Linked DNA regions of Sus scrofa: all the other regions are linked to region 1. The links are chromatin contacts, called in public HiChIP or PLAC-seq and promoter capture Hi-C maps. All regions are on one chromosome and are shown on one strand. Each heading gives the region's core, a stretch centred on a gene start, on an enhancer-like site or on the middle of the called end of the contact. The rest is flanking DNA. Distances are from core to core; before and after follow the strand shown. Region 1 holds the start of FBXL14 (F-box/LRR-repeat protein 14). Region 2 overlaps ERC1 (ELKS/Rab6-interacting/CAST family member 1). Region 3 overlaps ERC1 (ELKS/Rab6-interacting/CAST family member 1). Region 4 holds the start of ERC1 (ELKS/Rab6-interacting/CAST family member 1).

The links. Promoter capture Hi-C pulls out the DNA fragments that hold promoters and counts their contacts. HiChIP or PLAC-seq counts read pairs in DNA pulled down with a chosen protein or histone mark.
Region 2: a contact with region 1 is called in an H3K27ac HiChIP or PLAC-seq map of alveolar macrophages, with 4 times the contacts expected there. The contact joins the enhancer-like site here to the promoter of FBXL14 in region 1. A contact is called at or near these places in 1 of 5 promoter capture datasets (liver), 13 of 47 Hi-C or Micro-C datasets (alveolar macrophages, brain, embryonic fibroblasts and 7 more) and 2 of 2 datasets of contacts at active chromatin or transcription factors (alveolar macrophages and skeletal muscle).
Region 3: a contact with region 1 is called in a promoter capture Hi-C map of liver, with 8 times the contacts expected there. The contact joins the enhancer-like site here to the promoter of FBXL14 in region 1. A contact is called at or near these places in 4 of 5 promoter capture datasets (fetal liver, fetal skeletal muscle, liver and 1 more), 27 of 47 Hi-C or Micro-C datasets (adipocytes, adipose tissue, alveolar macrophages and 17 more) and 2 of 2 datasets of contacts at active chromatin or transcription factors (alveolar macrophages and skeletal muscle).
Region 4: a contact with region 1 is called in a promoter capture Hi-C map of fetal liver, with 2.9 times the contacts expected there. The contact joins the promoter of ERC1 here to the promoter of FBXL14 in region 1. A contact is called at or near these places in 3 of 5 promoter capture datasets (fetal liver, fetal skeletal muscle and liver), 3 of 47 Hi-C or Micro-C datasets (embryonic fibroblasts, mesenteric adipose tissue and subcutaneous adipose tissue) and 1 of 2 datasets of contacts at active chromatin or transcription factors (alveolar macrophages).

The regions. Positions count from the first base shown.
Region 1 is chr5:68,676,394-68,679,818 of Sscrofa11.1, reverse strand. FBXL14 (F-box/LRR-repeat protein 14) reads left to right here and starts at 1,600. Exons shown (of 2, transcript XM_021092497.1): 1 at 1,600-2,162; 2 at 2,165-3,425. The coding sequence starts at 1,691. The coding sequence ends at 2,892. All of the region lies in intron 1 of WNT5B (protein Wnt-5b), which reads right to left.
Region 2 is chr5:68,409,522-68,412,587 of Sscrofa11.1, reverse strand. All of the region lies in intron 14 of ERC1 (ELKS/Rab6-interacting/CAST family member 1), which reads right to left. Among named protein-coding and RNA genes, the nearest start is that of ERC1, 190 kb to the right of the region's middle. Within about 2 kb of position 1,782, at least 13 of the 83 cell types and tissues checked have an H3K27ac peak or open chromatin away from gene starts, as enhancers often do. A contact at or near this core is called in alveolar macrophages, where this site is marked.
Region 3 is chr5:68,326,332-68,329,754 of Sscrofa11.1, reverse strand. ERC1 (ELKS/Rab6-interacting/CAST family member 1) reads right to left here. Exons shown (of 20, transcript XR_002344310.1): 8 at 721-888. Among named protein-coding and RNA genes, the nearest start is that of ERC1, 100 kb to the right of the region's middle. Within about 2 kb of position 1,279, at least 3 of the 83 cell types and tissues checked have an H3K27ac peak or open chromatin away from gene starts, as enhancers often do. A contact at or near this core is called in fetal liver and liver, where this site is marked.
Region 4 is chr5:68,222,066-68,225,593 of Sscrofa11.1, reverse strand. ERC1 (ELKS/Rab6-interacting/CAST family member 1) reads right to left here and starts at 1,872. Exons shown (of 20, transcript XR_002344310.1): 1 at 1,606-1,872. It also overlaps a transcript of RAD52 not described here.

The DNA.
Region 1 (3,425 bases), core at 351-2,850:
CGTAGGTCGCAGACGCCGCTCGGATCCTGCGTTGCTGTGGCTGTGGAGCAGGCCGGCGGCTACAACTCCGATTGGACCCCTGGCCTGGGAACCTCCATATGCCACGGGAGCGGCCAGAGAAATGGCCAAAAGACAAACAAACAAAGAAATTAAAAAAACCACACAGAGGGTCATTTTCTAATTCAAAAAGTCTTGGTTTGGGGGCAGTTAAAATGAAACTCTGAAATCCTATCCTCTGAAAGGGCATTTAACATCCAGAAGCCACATTCTAGAATGGAGCATTCCGTAGTTCCACGGAACACAGTTTATAAACCAACAGATATTTGCTGAAGCACCTTAAGCCAAGTCCAATCGTCATTCTACTTTATCTAAAAGTAAATCTGTGTCGGCACACAAAACTATATGAACCATCAGTACAACCGGGCCATGCGTGGTCTAAGAGGCTGACAAGAAAGAAAGCGCTTAAGTGAGGCTGCTGGCTCCAGACGCGGGGCAGCCAACGGCTCACAGCCAAGTGCGGAGGCGGAGGAAGTTCTGAAGCCGAACGAGCCCAGGGCAGCGCACTGGCAGTGATGTCTGGAAACACCCGGAACATGCTAGAAGGAAGTGGTAATGGGTAAATCCAGATCGAGCACTGGGAGGGCCTGCGTTCGGCTAAGGGACGGGCGGATAGAGCTGAGTTTCTTTCCAGTTTAGGGCACAAGTCTGGGGAGAAAGGCACCGTGGGAAGCCGCCCACCAGAGAGGACCGGTGGGGCGGCCGCACTGACGCGCTGCGGGGTCTTAGGGACTGGAGGGAAGGAGGAGAGCGGGGCGGTCGCCGAGCAGTGGTCTGGGAGGAGGGTCTGCGGGAGGATAAAGGGAGCTGGCTGTCAGGGTGGAGGCGAACGGAGAGGCCTCGGGCCCGGCGGCGGCGCGCAACCCAGACGTGGGCCGGGCGAGGCCGGCGGCTCCGGGAGGCGGCGGCGGCGACGCGGCCCGACCCGGTTGGCGCCCCGACGGCGCGCACAGGGTTAACCCGCGGCGGGCCGGCGCTCGGTTTCCAGGGCAACGCCGGCAGTTCCGGCGCGCAGGCTCGTACCATCGCGCGCGCGCGGGGGAGCGCGGGGGGCGGGGGCGCGGAGGCGCGGAGAGCAGCGGGTCCGGCCCGGACGCCCCCGGCGCGGCCGCCGCTCGCCCCGGGTCGGCTCCGCGCGCGCGCTCCGTGCCGGCCGGCGCTGCCCCGTGCGCGGACGCGGGGGCTAAGCGCGCGCCGGCCCGAGGTCCCCCCGCCGGGGCGGCCGAGTGCGGGCGGCCCGCTGGCAGCTTTGAAAAGCGGGCGAGGACAAAGGCGGCCGCAGCCTCCCGGCGCCCAGCCCGAGCGCGCAGCCCGGCCGGCGCGGCGCCGGAGGATGCGGCCGGGGGCGCGGCGGCGGCGGCGGGGCGCGCGGGGCGGCGCGGGCCGGGCGCGGCGGGGCTGAGCCCAGCGAGGGCCGGGCCGCGGGGGCGCCCGCCCGGGATGTGAGCGCCTAGCGCGCCGGGCGGGGAGGGCGGGCAGGGCGGCAGGAAGGACGCGCGGACGGGAGGAGGAGCGGCGCCGAGCCGGAAGGCGGGAGGCGCGTCCGTTGGGCCCGCGGCGCGGCCGGCCAGCCGCCTCGTCGCTCGGGCTGGAGCGGGGCCCGCGCCTCCTCCCCGGCGCCGCGGGGAGGAAGATGGAGACGCACATCTCGTGCCTGTTCCCCGAGCTGCTGGCCATGATCTTCGGCTACCTGGACGTGCGCGACAAGGGGCGCGCGGCGCAGGTGTGCACGGCCTGGCGGGACGCCGCCTACCACAAGTCGGTGTGGCGGGGGGTGGAGGCCAAGCTGCACCTGCGCCGGGCCAACCCGTCGCTGTTCCCCAGCCTGCAGGCCCGGGGCATCCGCCGGGTGCAGATCCTGAGCCTGCGCCGCAGCCTCAGCTACGTGATCCAGGGCATGGCCAACATCGAGAGCCTCAACCTCAGCGGCTGCTACAACCTCACCGACAACGGGCTGGGCCACGCGTTCGTGCAGGAGATCGGCTCGCTGCGTGCTCTCAACCTGAGCCTCTGCAAGCAGATCACCGACAGCAGCCTGGGCCGCATAGCCCAGTACCTCAAGGGCCTGGAGGTGCTGGAGCTGGGTGGCTGCAGCAACATCACCAACACGGCCTCCTGCTCATCGCCTGGGGCCTGCAGCGCCTCAAGAGCCTTAATCTCCGCAGCTGCCGCCACCTCTCAGACGTGGGCATCGGGCACCTGGCCGGCATGACGCGCAGCGCGGCCGAGGGCTGCCTAGGCCTGGAGCAGCTCACGCTGCAGGACTGCCAGAAGCTCACGGACCTATCTCTGAAGCACATCTCCCGGGGGCTGACGGGCCTGCGGCTTCTCAACCTCAGCTTCTGCGGGGGCATCTCAGACGCGGGCCTCCTGCACCTGTCGCACATGGGCAGCCTGCGCAGCCTTAACCTGCGCTCCTGCGACAACATCAGTGACACGGGCATCATGCATCTGGCCATGGGCAGCCTGCGCCTCTCGGGGCTGGACGTCTCCTTTTGTGACAAGGTGGGGGACCAGAGTCTGGCTTACATAGCGCAGGGGCTGGACGGCCTCAAGTCCCTGTCTCTTTGCTCCTGCCACATCAGTGACGATGGCATCAACCGCATGGTGCGGCAGATGCACGGGCTGCGCACGCTCAACATCGGACAGTGCGTGCGCATCACGGACAAGGGCCTGGAGCTGATCGCGGAGCACCTGAGCCAGCTCACGGGCATAGACCTGTACGGCTGCACCCGCATCACCAAGCGCGGCCTGGAGCGCATCACGCAGCTGCCCTGCCTCAAGGTGCTCAACCTGGGACTCTGGCAGATGACGGATAGTGAGAAGGTCAGGTGAGGGCGGCAGCGCCAGCTCCCCTTGTCCCGCCCCGTTCATCTTCCTGTCACCACCACGGCCCCCACGGTCACGCGACACGCACACGTAGACACAGATGATTGCGGTGGATGCAGCGGGGGCGATGACACAAAGCCCCAGGCTCATACCCCCACCCTTACCCCTTTGCACCCGGGGTCCCTCTGCTGCCCCTTCCCACTCCCCCCTTTTTTCCCTGCGGATGCAGAGATGGACTCGCCGCTTCCCACCCACTGCTCCCTGCAGGGGTTTGGAGGATGGATTGAGCTACTGTGCTCCCGCCGCGCTGCATTTGGGAATGGGGTGGGGGTGGGGAGTGACCAGTCCTTTCAACCCTGGGGAGTTGAGGAAAATGTCTGCCTTCACTTAAGCTTTCATTTGAATACTGTGATCTGGTTTTTATTTTGAAATGTATAAAAGCAAACCCAACTACAACGGCCTTTTCACCCTTTTTCCACTTTGTAACTAATCCCAGTCTTTCCTCATCACTCCTGCTCTGACAGTGCTCTGCTACTCAC
Region 2 (3,066 bases), core at 533-3,032, 270 kb after region 1:
AAAACATCCAGGAAGGTGCAGCCAAGGAGAACACAAACTGCATATAAAAATCAGGGGGAAGCCATCTGGCTCCACAACGACACCTTCAGCCACATCCTGGATAACTGCCTCTATCATCAATAACTTGGTTATTCAAACTTCTCAGTAGGAGATAACAGTATAAGGGCCAAACACCCCAAGAACTCATTACAAGCAAACTAAATATCATCTGTTATAGATCCACCACCAAGATTCCAAAAGCACTTCCCAGTCCAGCAGTGGTTAGATGGTTTAGACAGAAGTACAAAAACACAACTCCTTTGAAAACCAGTATCTACAGACTCTGGCACTCAACTCTGTGGTTCATTTTGGGGTGTGCCAAGGTTTTTATTTCTTCTCCAATACAGCTAATTTTTTCATTTGATTTTGAACTTCTGAACACAAATGTGGTATTTTTGTTGAATAAAAAGGAAAAAAATCAAGATGAAATTCAGAGAGACAGATATTTCCTTAACTTCCAGGATAATATAATCACATACTATTTTATAAAGAAGTTTTCAAAAGGAAGAAACTATGCAAACAAACATGACAACCACAAGCATATTATTTTTTAGGAACTACTTTTCAAACTACTGATGAATCTAGGGATGTTTTTTGATCATAACCACAGCATGTGGTTACTTCCTGGGGGCTTCAGTTTCCCTTCAGAATTTCTTTAGTTGTTGTGTACTGACCCCATCTGGTAAAATTATAGAGGAAGTTATACTGACTCAAGCTTCTGGCAAGTCAAACTTTTTTATTTCATGTACAGAGAAATTAAGACAATAGAAGTTCAGTACGAAAGAATTCAAGGAGGCTTAGTTTTATTTCTCTACAACAACATAAGAAGGAAACCATGTAATGAAGAAAAGGTCATGCTATTCTAACTGCAGTAACTCATGCTGCTGCCTTTTCTTTGTGATTCTTCACGATGCCTGATATTCTCATCTTCCGCCAAAAGTTTTATTAAAACTCTGGAATCTCTGTTTGCTTGTCTGTTTAATACAAAGATGAAGTAATTACTTCAAAAGTGTATCCAGCAAAGCCGGAGGAATAAGATTTTAAATGGTACAAGGTAGTATAAAATTTTAAGCACAGTTACTAAAAAGAGAGAAATGTCAGTTTAAACCATGCAAACTGGTCTTGAGATTACAGGTTTTAGTTGTGTCATTCTTACTATCAACATTCAGAATTTGAATCTACTGAACAGGGTAAAAATTACAAGGAGAAACTGAAGGAGAGCTTTTAAAACACACTGAGAGTTTCATTTTAATTCACCACCTGGCTTATTCTCATTTGTGAAGGTGGCTACATCAATACAGAGTTTCGACTCTTCTTTTGAACATTTGCTGTCTGAGACATTTGAGTTTTTACACTTGCTGGTATTTGAACATATTTGGGTAATTTCCACAAATAAGTGGACTGAAATGCAGAATAATATTGGGTTGCCATTACTGCAGACTATATCATTCCTTTAGCTTAAAGCCCATTTCATACATCTCTCTAAGATCAAAAGGAGGAGAAGTCTAAACATGGAGATTTCTGCTACGGCAGGGTACAGCCATTTAACTTCTTCTTTCAACAAGCCAGAGATGGCAGAACTCTCTTTGAAGTGGCAGCCCTGTTGGCCTTTGAAGTCCCTTGTCAATTGCAGAAAGGCTCTGGTGGGTTGTTTTGTAGCCAGCTGTCACCAGGAAGGCAGACGTGACGTATTTCCAGCAGTCTCACTTCAGGGTCTGTCAAGTGACTGATTTCATAACCAGTCACCATAACAAAGGAAAGTCAAACCCTTGACATTAGAGCAGGAGTCCACAATGAAACTTACTAGGTTCCTCTTGACAGAGCCTGATTTCAATACCAAAATGACTACACAATGGCAAAGAGAAAACGGCTGTGAATTTAACTGTCACATCTAAGAAATCTTGGATATTAAAAATGTACTTTCCATATGTTTATCAATAAAATGTTTCATAACAACACTCTCTTTAATCTTTCCACTGATGAAAAATGATTTCTGCAGAAATCAGTAAACTGCCTTAAAAGCACAATTTACACTGCTTACAACTAGACTTCTGAATGATCCTACATAGTTCTGAGAAATGTGTTTGTATTTGTAATGCTCTCAGACTGCTCAGCTACTTATGCCAAAAATCCCCATCAATCCTGACACAGATATCAGTTAAGACTTTAAAGGATAAGTAAAGAGAAAGAATTTAAGAGGTGTTAGGAAACTTCTATAATCTATAAATACAGCCCATTATAGCACTATAGAAAAGGAAACAATCTTAATAATATTATACATCTGTCCTTAAGGTGAGAAGAGATGACACGAATCCAGAAAAACCGAATGTCAAATTTACCAATGATGATTGAAGTATTAATCCCACTGGAAGGAAATAAGGTGGAACAAAAGGACTGTTCATACTAATGTGATCATAATATGTATCTGTTAGGTAGAATGCTCTGCATTCTCACACACTTTTATGAACAGGGCTTGATGCTCTCAGAGCAGAAGACTGGATGCTCCACAAGATGTTTAGCTCCCAGAGGCTCAGAGATTGAGGGCAGGGGGGCTAGAGGGGCACCTGTGTCCTATGAAATATAAGTCCTCTGCTTTCCAGTAACGATTTCTAAACTTGAAAAAAACTGGCATGAGCCAGCATTCTCATTCTGGCTACCATGCTTTAAACTCAAGCACTTAAAAAAAAAAAAAAAAAAAAAAAAAAGGTAAATTATGTTCAAATGATAATATCTAAGTCTTTAAATCTACAAATTTGAAATCTTTTGAGTTTTTCTGACCAGATGACAAAGGGCTTCATTATATCCTGTGGAAAGGAACTGCAGCAGAGACTAAAAGCATGCATTAATTTTTTAAAATTTTTGTAAAAATCATAAGGTTACCCTAAAGCTTTAAACTGTTGTAAATAAAGCAATGTTGCGATGCCTTTCCTGATCATTCTAAATAAGGTCCCTTTGTTGTAGTCTTTTAGAAAATACTATGTGCATTTTTTCATGTGTTTGTTGGCCCCCTGTATATCTTCTTTGGAG
Region 3 (3,423 bases), core at 30-2,529, 350 kb after region 1:
AAAGGCTGAATGTCAAGTTTAGTGAAGAGAGTTTTATTCCTTGGATTTTGTTAGAGTTGTTAAAAATAAACTGAGACAATGCCAAATATTTCTAATCAATCTCAGTGGAGAGGAACAATAAATACCAGTGTCTAGTGTCACTATTATCTCAAAGGCACCCTTTAATTAAGCTAAAAGTATGGGGGGGACATTTGTTAGGACTTTCCTTATTTATTACAGTTAGCCAATTTCTAGTGATTATTAAGGTAAAAAAGGGAGGACAGTCTTCCTTTTCTTGACAGACGCACATTATATGCCATGACAGCAGCATGTGCTTCTATTTAAAACTGTAGTCTTGTTGATCATGTGTATGGAGCTACAGGTTTCCCTTGTCCATGTGCTACACTAACTCACATGGCTACAGTTCCCATAAAATACAGAGATTAGAAGAGGCAGGAGAATGCCAACACAAACACTCTGTCAATTTACCAGGCACTTTTCAGAAACAGGAACATGGAACATACTACTAAAGACACTAAAGAATTTTTACTTCAAAATTTTAAAAACAGAATATGCAGAGCAGTTTTAACAATCTACCTACTGCAACAACAACTTTGATGACTACCAGCAAAAACATAAACAGGCATGAAACAAACTGACAGCACTTAGATATAACTCAGGGGCAAGAATGAGGCCATGTGCCCAACATGAGGCCCTGGGCTCAGAATACCTGCGCCTCACCTTCTTCTGCAAAACATTAACTTTCCGCTCCTTCACATCCAGCATGTCCTTGAGGTCATGGATCTCTCCAGCTTGTGTCCCCTTCTCCTCAGCCATATCCTGGATCTGTTTTGTCTTCTTATTCAGCATGGTTTCCTTCTCCTCCAAACGCAACCGCAGAGCATCCACCTAAGAATGTAAGATTTTCATGAATGGTTAAGTGAAAAGAAAGGAATGCAATTCCTTCCAAAGAGATGTATACAGTTGCCCCCAGTGCCAGTGCTCCTTCACCTACCTATTAAATCAGAAACACTTCATTCAAAGAAGAAAAAAAAAAGGCCAGAAGAGAAATGCCAGAACAGACTGAATACTGATTCAACAGAGAAAAAAACTGTCACCACAGAGTGAAGACCCTTGTGGAATCGAAAATTCAACAACCAGCTTCTTGAGATGCCAGAAGGGCCCAAGGACCCTCATCCAGTTGGTGTGTGTTAAAAAGCTCAGCTCCAGCAGGCCCACATGGCTGCTAGTCCTATCTGACAGTATCCGATGTGGTTCCTATTAGTGAACTCATTACAGGACCTTCGTCATGGTGAGTCAAGAGTTCAATCCTTTGACCCGCTGCACAGTTACAGAGGTCAGAGTCTTAGAAAAGTACACATGCCAGAAATCTAAAAGTAAATGACATACTAAATCATTTCTACCTAATTCCCACATTCTAATTTATATATTGTATACTATATATTCCAATAACCACAAGCAAAAAACACATTACCTAAACTCACCTAAAAAACATATTACCTAATTTCCCTGAAATACACTATTAAGTTCTTATTGCAAAGGCCAAAAGCCCAGATATTTAAACCTTAGGTAAGTCTGAACTGCCTTGTCTTTCAGTTCTTCTCGGCATTAATTTCAAAAAAATGAAAGGCTTTTCATCTGTGGGTCAGGAATCAGAACATAGCAGGAAAACATCCCTCATCACTTGTAAATGCTTCTCATTTTGATGGGACCTAGGTCTCAGATGGTAACTATGAGACCTCATATTTCTGCTGCTTTACTGAAAGTACCCAGATGTCCCTTTACACTGGTCCCTGACTCTGCTAAGTGACCTGGAAATGTGCCTGGACTAACCACTCATAAATACCTGCATGCCATTTTGAGGGAATGTCAGGTATGAGACCCACAGGAACTGGTGACTGAAAAAGGTAAAGAATGAAAACTCTTTATTATAAACATAGAAAGAGCAGCAGGAAACGCAGGCTTTGATATTAAAAATATTTCCTACCACAAATATTAGGCACAAAACTACCCAAGCCCATACTATAATTACTAAATAATTTTTCTTTATGAAATATTAAATTCAAATCACCTGTGTATACTTTTCCTTGTTCTGCCTTTTTGTGCAATACAGAATTTAAATGTGCGGGTCTAGAGATGTGAGATAAAAACAACCACAAAAACCACTTTGCAACTACTAGATTAATTGCTCTGAATTCTACACTGATCTTTTGGTTTGGAGTGATCTAAGTTCATAGCATAATTTTGCGTGGGGTCCGTATTTTGCAAACCACAAAAAACGTATTCAGGAAAACCCCTCAGAGACTAGCAGGACAAACAGTCATCACCCTAACACCATTCATGGCAGGAGGAATAAGACCTTGTTTATTCACATCAACTGAGCTGGAGGAAAAGCATCCATCCAGCTTGCCAATGATCAAGGTCTGGGCAAAGAGGTTATGCCAACTTCAACAAAAACAGAAGGTTTTTCCTCTACAAGACTTTCTTTACCAGTGGACATGAACAGAAAGATGGCTACCTTGCAATTTTTGCCTCTTCTGATCACAAAACCATTATTATCTCAACCCACCTTAACCTTTTTTTTTTCCCCCTTCTTTAGGGCCACACCCATGGCATATGGAGGTTCCCAGGCTAGGGTTGGATTGGAGCTACAGCTACGGCCTACACCCCAGCCACAGCAACACTGGATTTGTGCCATGTCTGCAACCTACACCACCATAGCTCACGGCAGCGTGGGATCCTTAACCCACTGATGAAGGCCAGGGATTGAACTTGCAACCTCATGGTTACTAGCTGAATTTGTTTCCACTGCGCCACAATGGAAACTCCAACTTTCCTTTATTTTTCACCTGTGCACATCAGGAGTAATAACTGCATGGAAACAATGGCACATTTCCTAGAATTCCTCTTTTAGGATTTACAACTTGCTCCCTTGCTAACTCTCTGGACACACCTTTTCAGTTTTCTTCACTAGATCCTCTGTCATCTTCCCCTTTTTACATCTCTCTATATATTCAGCTTTCTCTGCAGAAATAAATTCCTTCCTAAGGCTTTAACCACCATCCCCATCATGACAGCTTCAAAATATTTATTTCTAGATCCAATAAGTTTTTTGTTTGCTTTTTTAGGGCTATACTGGTGGCATATGGAAGTTCCCAAGCAAGGGGTACAATAGGAACTGCAGCTGCTGACCACAGCCAGAGCCACAGCCATAGTAACGCCAAATCTGAGCTGTATCTACAACCCACACCAGAGCTCACGGCAACAATGGACCCCTGACCCACTGAGCCAGGCCAGGGATTGAATCTGCATCCTCATGGATACTAGTCGGATTCATTTCCACTCTGCAACGAGGAGAACTCCCCAAATCACTTTTCAAAATCCGAGATTCTAACAAAATTTTCTGTTTAAACCAGATCTTTC
Region 4 (3,528 bases), core at 623-3,122, 450 kb after region 1:
CGCAACCTCAGGGTTTCTAGTCGGATTCGTTTCCACTGCGCCATAATGGGAACTCCTGCGGACCTGTTTTCTAAGCAAGTAATAAATTAACCAATAGATATAGATAAGGCCCATGTAATCAATGAGGGAGCAGAAATTCAGAAAAAAAAGATTGATTTAATGTGCTAAGTTGTGAAACAGTGATGTGAAGCATGATGAACAGTGTTTTCTCTTAATAACACCTATTCAGTGACACATGCCCTCAAAATGTAATTAAAGAGCAATTTAAAACCATCTGACTCCAAGAACATTTCTTAGAAACAGGAAACTACCCAAAAAAATTATTCTACTTCACTTTTTTAAAAAAATCATATTGGGGTATAGCTTATTTACAGCCCCATCACATTTTTTTTTTTTTTGGCCGTCCCCCGGGGGGAGAGGGGGTGTATATGGAGTTCCCATGCCAGGGATCAGATCTGAGCCACAGTTCTGACCTAAGCTGCAGCTGCCACAACACCGGATCCTTAGCCCACTGTGACAGGCAGGGGATGGCACCTGTATCCCAGGGATCCCAAGACACTGCGGATACTGTTGCACCACAGTGGGAATGCCACATCCCCGTCACTTTTAAAGTGTCTAATAAAGACATATGCAACTGAGAAATAAAAATCATTTCTAATAATTAAGTGTTAAACACAAAATACCTAAATGTCAAGGTCTACTAAGAAATGAGTTGTAAAAGAAAACTGGGCTTTAAAACATTTAAACATTTTTCATATAACCAGCGCCAACAGAACTGTTCAAACTGTTCATTTCATCCATCCAAAGTAGTCAACAACAACCACCTGCAAACTACTCCTCAGAAATGTGTCTTCCAAAGCAACCACCTGATCCTCAGGCCTTCTCTTACGGGGCTAGGATAAAGCTTAAAAATGAGATCATTTGGGCACAAAAAAAGAGTGGAAGATAACGCCTTTAAGGGACTAAGTGGAATGGGACCTATTCCCTACTGTTGCTGCCAGAATGAAGTTGTCCTAACCGAAGATCTCGCTTTTCCTGAAGGGTATAAAACTCCAAATTCAGCCACGCTTACAATTTATCCCCCCTGAGCGAAAGGCAGATAGAGTTTCTTCCCTCCTCGACCCCACCAGCCACGCCAGGAGCAAAAAAAAGAAAAAAGACCCCAAACCCTCAAGCAGAAACGTGAGACCCAGAGCAACATCTTCTCCAACTGCCTCAAAGGCAAGCAAGCATCCACTGCTCATCTCCCTTTTGGAATCCCACCATCTCCTACCTTAACATTTCACAGAAGGGAAAAACCCAGAATCCTCACCTCCTTCACCACTGTACATCGGTACCCAAAACCCACATCCACCCTGACCGCACCCCAGCTTCCTCGGGGCTCCCCGATGCCTGCATCTCCTCTGCCTCGCCCGCAACATCACGCCGCGGGCCAGCCACCCGCGCTCCCAGGCACCCGCAGCCCCCGCCGGTCCCCGCCGCCGCCACGGCGCCGCCGCCCCGAGACCGCCCGGGTGGGGCCCGCCGGTGGGCTGGGTGGGGCCGCCCTCACGACGCCCCATCCCCCCGGCAGGGCGCGGAGGGGGAGGGGTCCCCGCGCCTCACCTACGGCTCCGCCCTCCCCGGGGGCGCGCTGCCCTGCCCCGGCCAGGGCCGTGAGGAAGACCCGGCGGAGGAGAGCACGGGGGCCTAGCGCCAGCGACGGGCGGGAAGCTTCAGGCGCTGCCCGACTCCGAGCTGCCGCCACCGCCGCCGTCTCACCCTCCTCAGGGCTGCCGCTCCCGCTGCCGCCCGGGAGCCGCCGCCACTACCGCCGCCGCCACCGCCGCCACAGCTCGGCCTGGGCGCCCGACGTCATCGCGCCCCGCCCCCTGCGCGAGACTCCAGCCCCGCCCCTGGCTGACGTCACTAGAGCCCCGCCCCCGCTGGCCGCGCCCGCTGGCCTTCCCGCAGCCTCCTGGGAGAGAGATTCAGCAGCTCCCAGGCTTCGGGCGCCTTCCAGGGGCCGGCGGGCGGGCGGCTCCGCGCTCCGCGGCGCACACGCGCGCACTCGCCGCGCGGGCGGGTGGCGCCTGTCTCCTCCCGCTTGCCGTAGGATGCTGCGCCGTACAAGCTGTGGGCCCCCGCCTCGCGGGCGTGTCGCGGACATCCTGGCCGGACCGCTGGTAGGAGGCTCGGAGCGCCGTGTTGCTCGCTCTCTCGCCCGCCTCTGCTGAACTTCCGGGCCTGGGCCCTCCGGCTGCCCGCAAGCGGGCGCAAGTCCGGAGCTCGCCGAGACCCGCCGCCTTGGTCCACGCGGCAGCCGGCCGCGCGCGTCAGGCGCCCCAGTCCTCAGGTGCCGAAGCGCCGCTGGAACCGCGCTCTGTTAATGTAAGGATGTAGGTAAGCTGAGAGAGTGAGAGGGACGCTGATTAGGTTTATTTCGCGCCTGCGGGTGTGAGCGGTGGAGTCAGGCTCAGTCTCTACCACAGTTACCCAGTCTGCCCTGCCTCAGGACCTCACCGTCACTTTCCCTCCCCTCGGCGTTCTCACTCACCGCATCCACATCCCGCCCGGGCTCACTCGGGTTCCTGCGGTTCCCGGTCTGCTGGACAGTCGCCCCCTTCAGTACGTTCCACACGTGGCGGCCCACTATTAGGACACTAGGTCTTGCAGTTAAGCACCCTAAAATATTTCATTTTCTCGGGCATGTGACTACTCGCTTATGAAAAGCCAACCTTTTTTGACTGTTTTTCAAGATCTTCCTCATCTAACTGCTGATCTGCCGTCCTGCTCCCCCGATTTTTAACATGGTGAAGTAAAAGCAAAGCAAAGCGGACTCGTCGTATCTTTGCAGTTTCTATTCTTCCACTTTCTGCTTGTGTGACCACGGGAAAATCACATTATTTCTAGGTCCTACTTTTCTTAACTGTAAAGTGGGGTGTGAACTAGATAGCTCAGATCTGTCATATCCCTTTGTGGATCTGTAGGTGGTAAGATGCTAAGCATTAAGTTCTACACACACAGGAATACTGTCAGTATCACAGACTTGGAATTTTCTTTTTTTGCCATTCCACAGTTGTTTCTCCCCCAGGTACCTCTTTTTAAACCTACATTTAGGATTTTTTTTAATTAAAGCTGGCTGAGTACTAGCATTAATTGCCTCTTCTTCCTGAGACCCATTAAAATACTAATAAAGGAATGGGGGGAAAAAAAAGCATACAAAACAGAACCTGGGAAGGAAGCCACCAAAATATTTTTTTTGTAATTTTTCACACAGAAAGTGAGTGAAGACTGATTAAAACAAAAATGGAAGAATCCGTAATGTGAAATAGATGTAGGGGGATACTGCAACCGTGAAAGGAGACCTCCCTGCCAGAAGTGATATAGAAAAACAAATTTTGAGACAGTGACGGAGCAAGAGTGAGAAGCAGGGCTGAAAACAAGGAAACCAAAAATCTCTGAACAGCAGAACCCTCCCTTTACCTTTGATAAAATAGCTAAGCATTTATCCTAAGCTAGAAGTCAAGAGTATTCGTAATCTTTGGG